3 separate regions of the Mus musculus genome follow, and all the other regions are linked to region 3. The links are chromatin contacts, called in public Hi-C maps. All regions are on one chromosome and are shown on one strand. Each heading gives the region's core, a stretch centred on a gene start, on an enhancer-like site or on the middle of the called end of the contact. The rest is flanking DNA. Distances are from core to core; before and after follow the strand shown. Region 1 has its middle 23 kb from the start of Pomgnt2. Region 2 holds the start of Zfp105 (zinc finger protein 105). Region 3 has its middle 17 kb from the start of Gm35454.

Region 1 (3,587 bases), core at 567-3,066, 400 kb before region 3:
GTTAATTTTTGACAACTTGACACAAACTAGAGTCACCTGGGAAGAAGGAACTTTGTTGAGGAATTGCCTCCATCAAAGGCAGGTGCCTTTGGCTTGTCTGTGGGCAATTTCTTGATTGCTAGTTGGGGTGAGAGGGTCCAGCACAGTGGGCAGTGCCATCCCTATGCAGTTAGGTCTGGGCTGTGTGAAAAGCAGCCGAGAAATCCATAGAGAGCAAGCCAGTAAGCAATCATTTCTCCATGGGCCCTGCTTCAATTTCTTCCCTGGTCTGGTGGACTGGATATAACCTGTAAGGCAAACAAACCCTTTTCCCTCCTGTTTACTTTTTATCCATATTTTATCCCAGCAACAAAAAGCAAACTGGGACAGAAATTGGTATCAGAGAGTGGGGTATCGTCGTGATAGGCCATTTCAGAGCCTTGGGCTAGGGGAGGCCACTGAGAGCTCAAATCTTCATGAGCTTATGGAGGAAGTCAGTACACAGCATCCCCTGTGGTCTCCGCTTCAGGTCCTGCCCTGAGCGCCTGGCTTCCTGATGACACGTTAGCTGGGATTGTAAGATGGAATAAACATTTTTCTCTCCTTTTCAAGTTTCTTTCCAAAATCAAGTTGATTTTGGTCAGTGTTTTATAACAGCCACAGAAAGCAAACTAGGACATAAGCTTTCTGATTCTTTTACATGCTATGCTCTTCCATCACAAATAACAGCGTATTAAGATTCACGAAGGTAAGTCGGGAAAGAACCAATACCAGGCAAGAGCTGTGGGATGCTGGGTGCTTGACAAGAGGAGCTTAAGACGACCTCAGCAAAGTCAGCTGGATCCCTTCCCTGCCCAGAGCCCTTCTGTTGCTGTGTCCTCTGACCTTTGGGTGACATTACCAGCCTCCCCTCTAACCTCTAACCTCTAACCTCTAACCTCTAACCTCTAACCTCTAACCTCTAACCTCTAACCTCTAACCTCTGTTCTGAGTTTCACTCTCTGGGCTGCTTCTCAGCAAAGCATACTCTGGAAACTCCTCTTGTGGGGTTTTTATGGAAGGAGCCTACGCTGCTTCCAGAATTCCTCCAAGGACTCAGCCCCAGTTGCTCACAGTGGCTGTTCTTTTAATATCATGTCTCCCCTCTTCTTCCTTTTTTTCCCCTCCGGTTCCCTTCTTCTTTTCCTTCTCTCCTCTCCCCTCCCCTCCCCTCCCTTCCCTTCCCTTTTCTTCTTTTTCTCTCCCTCTCCTCCCCTTCCTTCTCTCCCTTCCTTCCCCCTTTCTCTTCCCTCCCCTCCCCTTCCCTTTCTCTCTTCCCCTTCCCCTTCTCCTCTCTTTCCCTCCCCTCCCTCCCCCTCCTCTCCCTTCCTTTCCCTTCCCTTCTTCATTTTTCCCAGGGAAAAACCTTGCAGGATTTTCTTTCCTGGGTCCATGATTGTCTAAACCTGACTGTGCACTATTGTAGTGAGAGGACACTTCCCTCTGGGTCCTGACAGGGGGCAGCATTTAGTTTCCTATCAGAACGAGTTGCATTCCTAGACTTGTATGTGATTCCAGCTCAAAATAAAGAAAAACATTGAAATGAGGGGTTTAATTCCCGAGAGGGACTGGAAGGCTGTGTCAGCGTTTCCATGGTGAGGGCTGTCTTCTGGGGATTTACCTTCCAGCTGTGAGAATCTGCTTTATGCTAGACTTTAAGCCTTTGGCTGCTTAAAGGCTCTATATTATTAAAGAGTCCACTTTTGACTAAGTTGAAACTGTGACTCTGTAAAGCCGACTCAGAATGTTCTCCCCTCTGCCCCTTGCCCCATTGGCTGCTGGCCACGCTCCTTGCCAAGCAGCGTGGAGACTTGGCAGAGGTGCGGCATCTGGCTCTCCTGCTGTGTGTGGTCTGAGAAGGGCTGCACTGAGGAAGAGAACCTTGGCTCTTTTGTACTGTTAAAATGACACCTCCATGGGTCCCACCCGAGTCTATCTGTAGGTGTTTCTCCATGCACAGTCACTCACTGACCCCAGGTCTTAGAATCACAGAGGAGAAGGGCAAGTGTCAGCCTGCGATGCCTCCGTGAGTATCAGAAGAAAGCCAGGTTGAGATGTTTTGTGTGAATTCCTTCTTGCAGCAAGAGCCGGTATAGTGCGAGGAAGAGAAAGGGGATCTGTCTCATCAACCAAAAGAGAGAGCAAAGCAGGCTCACTTTGAGCCGTCAGCGTCAAACACATCAAAGTCATCTCTGCTTGGTTTTAAATAAGAACACATTTGCAGACACTTTGGCATATCCTTTATTTTAAACAGAGTTACAGAGGTGGATGGAAGCCCCTCACGATAGAAGGAAGACGCTGAGAGCAGAGAGCCAACATCTGTGTTGGTGCGGAACCTGACTGGGTTCCGAGTGTCAGAAAGCACCATGGGGATTCATAACCATCTCAACTCAAGGTCTGGGGACCCATTGTCCTCTCCTGACCTGTGCGTGGACCAGGCATGACAGCAGCGCACATACATACACATGGGCAAAACACATACAAATTAAAATTTAATATAAAAATCTAATAACATTATTAGAAATAATATTTATAAAGTTACATGGGAAAACATTGATACAAACAAGGTTGGCCAAAAATTTATGATGAAGAAAAAGCTTTGACATCATCTGGGGATCTAAAAAGTCATGATTTGCAGAAAGGTGCCATGCCTCTGTATGTGAGTGTGTGTGTGTGTGTGTCTGTGTGTGTGTAAGAAAGAGAGAGAGAGAGAAAGAGTGTGTGTGTGAATGAATGTGTGTATGTGTATATGAGTGTGTATAAGAGTGTGAATGTGAGTGTGTGTATTTGTGTGTGAGTATGAGTGTGTCTGTGAGTGAGTGAGTAAGTGAGTGAGTGTATGTGTGTAAGCCATATGTTTCTATGAAACTTTTCACAAGCAAAAGGGGAAAGCTTAAGCAAAAGACACACCTCAGGCCACACAGAGCCTCTGGACAACTATAAAGGACCTGCGGGCTCACCACACTCAAAGCAATCACTGTCTCATTAGCTGACAGCTGAGTGGAGCCAGCAGAATCTCCTGTGGCCTTCACTACAGGAAGTACAGACTACCTCAGTAATCTACTGGGGCCACAAGACACAGACAGCAGCAGCAGCCACAAAATCAGCAGTAGCAATAAGAAGCCCTAGAAAGACGGCTCAGTGGTTAAGGGCACTGGCTGCTCATACAGAGGACCTGAGTTCAGTTCCCGACTCTAACTACACTTCCATGGATGTAATGCCCTCTCCTGGCCTCTGCCGGTGCACATGTACACATATATGCATGCAGGCAAAACACCCAACACATGTAATAAAAAATAAATGTTTTAAAAGGAGCTCTGAAAGTGGAAGGATCTGTGTAGTTGCCGTTGCTCCACATTGTATTACCTACTCCAGTGTTTCATGAGACAAACAAAGAAACATTAAAATATGGTAAATTCGGGAGGGGGCACATGATCAATGGAGAGTACTACAGAAGTCATACATTGAATTTTTAGATGAAGACTCTAAATAAGCTTGTATAAATTATTCAAACAATTCAAGGAAATAATGTCTAAAGAATGAAAAGAAAGGATCAGAATAGTGCCTCA
Region 2 (3,877 bases), core at 1,374-3,873, 500 kb after region 3:
CTCCATGAGCGCAAAGACTGTGGACTCAACAGAGACCTTTCTGACCATGAGAGACTCCGTCACGGGGAGAAGCCATATAAATGGAGAGTGTGGGAAAGCCTTTATTATGACCAAAAGTTTCATGGTCCCTCACAAGCACAAGCTCCACACCCAGGAGAAAGCATTCAAGTGTGAGGACTGTGGGAAGGTGTTATCATTCAAGCCTGCTCGTACTGTAGAGTCCACACTGGAGAAAAGCCCTTTGAATGTAGTGAGTATAGGAGAGCTTTCAGTTCAGTCAGGAACCTCACTGAGCATAAAGCAATCCACAGTGGTAAGACGCCTGTGAGTGCAGTGAGTGTGGAAAGGCTTTACCCACACAGAAACCTTACTGAACATCAACGAATTCACAGTGTGGGGAAAAAAAATCTTATGAATGTCATATATGCAGAAAAATCCTTACCCCTAGCAGAAATCTTATGGTCGGTCCATCAACGAATTCACACTGGAGGAAATAAACTTATAAATGTGGAAAGTGTCAAAGAGATTTTAGCCAGAATGAGAATTTGGTGGTACAGCAGAGAATACACACTGAGGAAAAACCTTATGAGTGTGAGAAACGCAGCAAATCTTTTGCCTCCAAGAGAAATGTAATTGGCCAGCATAGAATTCACACAGGGGAGAAATCCTATGGGTGTAATGATTGTAATAAAGTTTTTAGGCAAAAAATAAAACATCACTGTACAACAGAAAGTTCACACAGATGAAAATTACCATGAGTGTGTGGGGTTCACAAAGGAATTCTTATGGACTTCAAGACTTCATCAATAACAAAAGTTCATACTGTGGGAGAATTATTTGGGCTGCAAATATGAGTCCATTGAGTCCCAAACAGAGATTCGGGAAATCTAGGTAGGGCTAGGCATATGCATTAGTATAAGAGTGCTTACCAGCATACACGAGATCCTGGGTGTGATGGTCTGAATATGCCCGGCACTATTAGAAGGTGTGGCCCTGTTGGAATAGGTGTGTCACTGAGGGTGTGGGTTATAAGACCCTCATCCTAGCTGCCTGGAATCCAGTATTCTGTTAGCAGCCTTCAGAAGATGTAGAACTCTCAGCTCCTCCTGTACCATGCCTGCATGGATGCTGCCATGTCCCTGCCTTAATGATAATGGACTGAACCTCTGAACCTGTAAGTCAGCCCCAATTAAATGTTGTCCTTATAAGAGTTGCCTTGGTCATGATATCTGTTCACAGCAGAAATGTCCTAACTAAGACACTGGATTTGAACCCAGAACAGTAAAAAAGAAAAATACAGTCATATGTGAAACAGCACACAATCACAGTGAAGTAACTGTTGAATATGACCCCCTAGGTCTTAATAGGGAAAACTCATGACCGCTCTGACAGACAAGTTGAAGAAACTTCACCTAGGTTTCTAAAGTCTAGAAAAACAATCTCAATTCTAATTAAAAGATAGTTTGTACCAAATCATTTATTGTGACTCTGGAAAGAGGCTCTGGAGCACTTTAAGACTGAAGAAACTGAGTTTGTCTCATAAAGGGTAATGGTGAGGTTGTAAATGATAGCAAAATAAGTTTTTTAATTTAAAAACTGGTCATTGTTTCTAAACATGTACATCATACATTTTCTTAACATGGTGTAGGTGCTACAGAAAACCTATATAATAGTGTAATCCAGAGTTGTGATCCAGTTCTGCTGCCTGAGAACAACCTGTGAAGAGCACTGGATTTAGGCTCAGAAGACATGGGTTTGGAGTCTGGATCTCCCCTATACTATGTGATGTCATTTATGGCCTCAAACTCTTAGTGCCCCAGCCCCAGCCTCTTGAGAGCTGGGATCACAGATGTGAGCCACCAGTCCTTGGCATGATACTGTGTAATCATTTAAGATTTACCCAATGAGGAACCCGAGTAAAGGGCGCTGCCTTCCTCTGGGTTTATCATTTCAAACACACAAAACCAAAGAGCGGTAACTGGAGTATTGTGAAACTCATTTGGGGGGCATCTCTGCCTGAAATGTTTGTGAGTTTTGTTATTGTTAGGTTTGATTTTTGTTTTGAGGACCCGGTCTCTCTATGTAGCCCTGGCTAAGCTGGAACTCACTATGTAGATCAGGCCAACCTCCAGTGCACAGAGATCCACAAGATTATGGTATGGCTCTGTGTGCTGGTGTGCACCACCACTTCTAACGGTTTTGAAATCTTTTGAGACAGTTAAGTACATCTGAATATGAATAGTTGTTAATTTTTCTTATTGGCAATGATGGTGGTGTACTTGGAATAAAGAGTTTTACTGTTTATAATTTCCAAAATTGACCTTAATTATATATGAGAATTAAGGCAAATATTGTCGAGATGAAGGATAGGGGTATCCTCTGTACCATCCATCAACCTTTCTGTACCATTTGATATTTTGAAGATAAAAATGCTGAGGGAATTTTCTAAGATCGTCAGCTCTGGTAGGTAGGGGCTCGGCTTGGGAGAGTGCCGCTGCCTGGCGGGCTAAAGCCCTGCCCGCCCTGGGCACCGAGGTGTACGACCCCCGTCGATTCCTAGAGAGGCCGGCCTGCCTGGGGAGCCGGAAGCCCGGCGCAAGGCACTTCCTGTCCGGTCATTGTTCTCAGCCCCGTTGCTGCCGAGAGACTCTGGAGTCTCATCCGCGAAGCGGCACCGGCCCGGTTGGGCCTTCGTGGCGAGCCGGTCGCAGCGGGCGGCGAGGGGCGCGGGACTGTTCTCCACCGACCATCGCGGGGCCGGGAGGTAGCTCGGGGTGTCCGGGCCGGGCGGCGAGCCTGCTGGTCGGGATGGAGGAGGGCGGCCTGTGCAGATGTCTCGGGCCTGCTGGGGCCAGGGGCCCGACAGTCTGGCCAGGAGACTCAGGCACGTGGTGAGACGAGTCTCAGAGGCTCTCCTGCCAGAATAACCCGCCAGAATTACTCTTTGAGGCCGTGGTGAAAAGCGTGGCATTACTTAGGAATTTAAGTTTGCACAGTGAAGATGATGTTGGAAAATGAATATGAGTACCCTGAAGCAGCAGCAGAATAAGGCAATTTAGTAAACATTAGCACCGGTTTCTAGTAAAAGAACCAAAGAGGGATAGAAGCACAAACCTCAAACTCCTTATATACAGCTAAAATAGATTGTTTGGCTTTATTTAAAATAAAACAAAACCCCTGTCGGCTTATCTGAAATAAAGAAGTCCCGTTAATTAGTAGTCGTGTGCCTGGCTTTAGATGCTGTTTTAGAAAGCCGTTTGGCAATAAATATAAACCCTTAAGCTAGTGATCACGCAGTTCCTTCTAAAGGAGTAATGCAGCTGGTCAAAGGAATTCTTCGTACAGGAAACTATTACTAAAATAAGCAATAAAGCCCACGTTTGCTAAAGAAAAGATTGTAAATTTAAAATCTTTTTGAATTGTGTGTCAGAATTGTGTGTGTGTGTGTGTGTGTTCTGTAGCTAGCGTATATTGAAAGACAAGACTTGTAAAACACTCATTGAGTCAAGAACTGGTTGTGGCTCAGTGGTAGAGCATTTGTCTAGTATACATTAGGCCTTTGTATGGATTCCCAGCACGGTAGAAACAAGCAAAACCACCAGTCCAGAAGGGTGAACCCTGTGCAAGTGCAGCCTGAAGGTGCACACACTGGGGACTGGGTAGGGTATCACCCAATTTGTGTATGTATATGTTTATGCGAAAGTATGTATAGGTCAGTTTTATGTGTTTATTGACAATTATAGAGTATTTGTGCAACAATTAAAAATAAGGATAAACAAGGTCAACATGAGTAATTTTGTTTTACAACCAAAATTTAGTCTTATCAAATATTTGGAAGATGTGGGAACTACAAAAATGAAACAGACAAAAAGAACCT
Region 3 (3,355 bases), core at 232-2,731:
ACAGAATGTGAGTTCCACAGTAAACTGGGAAATTCTCATGCAAACTCCATTACTAGACAGTGGTCACTTCCCTGGTGCCTAGCACACATTTCCAGGAAGGCTGGGATGTAGTTCAGTTGCTAGAGTTCACGAAGCCCTAGGTTCCACCTGCAGCGCTGCAGAAACCTGGGTGTTGTGGCGAACACCTGAAATCCCAGTGTCCGGGACAGAGGTGGATGCAGAATTGGAAATGCGAGGTCATCCTTGACTTCATGAGTTCAAGACCAGCTTGGCATGGGCGAGACATATCTTTTTTTAAAAATCCTAGAAAAATAGATCCAGGTGAGTTTGTTGCACCTGTGTTTGTTAGTAGCTCAATCTGAGAGTCCTCGTTAGCTCCCTTAAAATATCTGATTGACTTTCATGTGAAAGCAAGTGCCACAGATTAAATATATGTTGTGCTAAGAAGTTTCCCGATTTACCACAGCCTGTGCACTGCCAGAAAAGCATTCTGCATGTTAATTACGATGGCTGGGGGGTTTCTTAAGTCTTCTTGTTCTCCTGTTAACTTTCTAATGCATGCAGGGAAGGGAACAAGGGAGCATGCAGAAAAGCTGTGAAGATCAGTGTCACTTTGGGTGGCTTGTGGAGTCCCAGTGAGCTCTGCTGACAGGCCAGGGTGGTGTTGGCAGCAAGCTGTCTGTGAAGGCTGTGAAGGAACTCACTGAGGCTGCAAGGGAGGAGGCTCTGACTTCTGGCTTCACTAGGAGCTGTGCCCTTTTGGCTAAGACTAAAATTTCATCTAGGGAACAGTTAAGCAAGAGGCAGGGGTGAGGAGAGATCAAATCCCAGAATACAAATGCACAAGATGAGCCGGAATACTGAGAATGTGGAAAAATCTGACCTTGCTCCCCATTTGAACGTCAGAGGAGCCAAGGCAGTGTAGCAAGACTGTGGGGGCATCACGAAAGCCTACTTTGGCTTCAAGTGAGCCACCAGGACCCCCACCCCTCACATACAATGGGCGCAGACTCAGAGATAGCTAGGTGATGTGAATAAAGCATAGTGCTTAGACTATGGTTAAAATCCTGACTCAGAACCTGCTTTGACAGATCACTCCCTGAGACTCTATTTCCTCGTCTGTCAAATGAGATTAAGGTCCTTGCTTGGTGTAGAGGCTATGGGTCCCACCCACATAGGGCCACTCTGTTGGGAGTGTCACTTGCTGCTATAACGTAAGAGTCTGCCCCTCACCTCCCCCTCTCCACTCCCTGCTCTCGTCTTGGCTCACAGCTGGTGCCTTGGAGGCAGGGAAGATATTGGTGACACTACTTCTGAACATTTGCACAATTTGTAAACTTTGCTTAGGAAATCCTTCCCTTCCTCCTCCCCTCCCCACCCCCAGTTCCAGAATAACACTGCTGTTTGTCTGAAACTTCCTGACCCGTAGCTTAAGAATTACGCAGGATCACACAGACTCAGCCGGGTGACTCTCAAAGCAGCAAGCAGATGCCTGCCCTGCCCAATAACCACTGCAATCCCTCTCCCTCCCTGCCGGGAATAGGATTATTGATATGCCTTTCCCAGCTGTGACCAGCAGGGGGCGACCTCTTCTTGCGTCCATTTCCTTAATGCTGACAAGGCTCCCTGGCTCCCCACCCTGTCAGAGCTTCCAAACATTGAGCTAAGGTCCATGTTTCTTTCTCCTTCCATTGGTCAAGGTTTTAGATACATGCACGAAGCCATCAATGCCAAGATCAGGGCAAGGTCTCCTTCTAGCCTGGGGAACAAGGGTCCTAGTGTCCTTGGCTGTGTGATGGCTAATGTCACAGCTACATAGATGTGGCTCAGTGGTAGGTAATGTGTTCCACAGAGGTGACCTGGCTCACCAAGGCAACACACTCCACAGCTATGTGTTGCTGCCTATAACCACGGCAACTACTAACCTGTAGCTACAAGCTACAGAGATAACATGCACCGTCGTGCTTCACAGAGGTGGCATCTGAATGCAGGTTCTACTCAGCCTTCAGGTGTCAGGCATGTTTTGCAGCACCCACCTTCAAGCCACTGAATTAGTTCCAAGACCTTGCTGAAAGCAGCCTAGCTCCTGTGCCCTGGCTTCCCTGGGGTTCTCAGAAAAGGGCCTCTTAAACCCCTGTACTTCTGCCATGGTAGTCTATTGCTTTTTCAAGTTCAGTAGGTAAAGATACGATTTAGTGAGAGAGGAGAGAGAGAGAGAGAGAGCATCGTTTATAATTTATCCTGGGTTTCTTTTGTGTCTCCCATTTAGTAATTTGTTCCATTCCTTAATGGCTCAAGTTGTTCATCAGACTGCAACAGAGAGGTGGAGTGAGTCACCAGGGAATGGGGTGGGGGTGTGGGGTGGCCTATATATCAGGACCGGGAAAACTGTGAGCTCTATCTCCCACGCCTTCCCACCCGGACGTCACGTCACCAGGTTGGTGCAGCTCCTGTTTCTGAATCCAGGTAGAGGAAAAGGAGCTGGCTGGGGTGGCCATTCAGGGAAGCATGATGCATTCTCTGAGGCTGTGTGAAGCACTCTGCTGTTACCTGGACTGGGTGGTGGGAGAGGAAAAGCGATTGAGCCTGGTTTCCTCACACGGCCTCTCTTCACTCACACTGAGAAAGACAAATCCTGGACACTGAGCTCTGTCTCTGTGACTCTGGCAGTATCACGACATCCCCACCCCACCCAGAGCTGGAAAAGATGCTCCCAGCATGGACCAGCCTCTTGCCTCTGTCCTCACTCTAGCACCTGCTCTCTTGAACCTGTTGCTTTTGATTTCACATTGGGGGTTTTGGGAAGAAAAGCACCTTAATGAAGAAAGAGGGGGGTCTGTGACTCTAGACAAGGAGAGACTGGAGCCCCAGAAGGACCCTCACTTGCTGCTTTCCCCCACTTCTTGCTCAGCTTCAGGACACAATCGCCAGTGTGGGCAAGCAGACTCCAGCCCAGCCCCTCGGAGCACAGGCCTTGGGATCGGCTAGATGCAGGGCTGGGGGCGGTATTCACAGATCTGGCGTTTATGACAGAAGGCTCAGTTAGCATCTTGTGGGCATTTACCAGGTGGAGTGAAGGTCATTGTGCCTACCTTGTAAGTAGATAGACTTGGGACGAGGATAATCGTCTCAGTGGCCCAGCTGGTGTGGAGTGGAAACACCTTCTTCCAGAATCTTCTCGGGATGTTGTCACACTGCCTTTGCCAGCCCCAGTTCGGATGGTGTGGGTGGGTGGATGCGGCTGACGGTTCCATGGTGATGGCTGTCCTCTCCTGACTCTCGGCGGCGGTGGCTTAGAGATTGTTCTCAAGGCAATCGGCCCATTTGACTCTTGCAGCACACTGAGGCACGGGCA

The links. A called contact is a pair of places that touch in the nucleus more often than the background predicts.
Region 1: a Hi-C map of the N1E-115 cell line shows a contact between it and region 3, with 7 times the contacts expected there. The contact joins two enhancer-like sites. A contact is called at or near these places in 3 of 39 promoter capture datasets (the 3T3-L1 cell line, embryonic stem cells and pre-B cells) and 1 of 484 Hi-C or Micro-C datasets (the N1E-115 cell line).
Region 2: a contact with region 3 is called in a Hi-C map of cerebral cortex, with 4 times the contacts expected there. The contact joins the promoter of Zfp105 here to the enhancer-like site in region 3. A contact is called at or near these places in 1 of 39 promoter capture datasets (neural stem cells) and 1 of 484 Hi-C or Micro-C datasets (cerebral cortex).

The regions. Positions count from the first base shown.
Region 1 is chr9:122,017,400-122,020,986 of GRCm38.p6, forward strand. No RefSeq gene overlaps it. Among named protein-coding and RNA genes, the nearest start is that of Pomgnt2, 23 kb to the left of the region's middle. Within about 2 kb of position 1,817, at least 83 of the 459 cell types and tissues checked have an H3K27ac peak or open chromatin away from gene starts, as enhancers often do. A contact at or near this core is called in the N1E-115 cell line, where this site is marked.
Region 2 is chr9:122,920,455-122,924,331 of GRCm38.p6, forward strand. It overlaps Zfp105 (zinc finger protein 105), which reads left to right and starts at 2,624. Exons shown (of 4, transcript NM_009544.2): 1 at 2,624-2,764.
Region 3 is chr9:122,419,725-122,423,079 of GRCm38.p6, forward strand. No RefSeq gene overlaps it. Among named protein-coding and RNA genes, the nearest start is that of Gm35454, 17 kb to the right of the region's middle. Within about 2 kb of position 1,482, at least 50 of the 459 cell types and tissues checked have an H3K27ac peak or open chromatin away from gene starts, as enhancers often do. A contact at or near this core is called in the N1E-115 cell line and cerebral cortex, where this site is marked.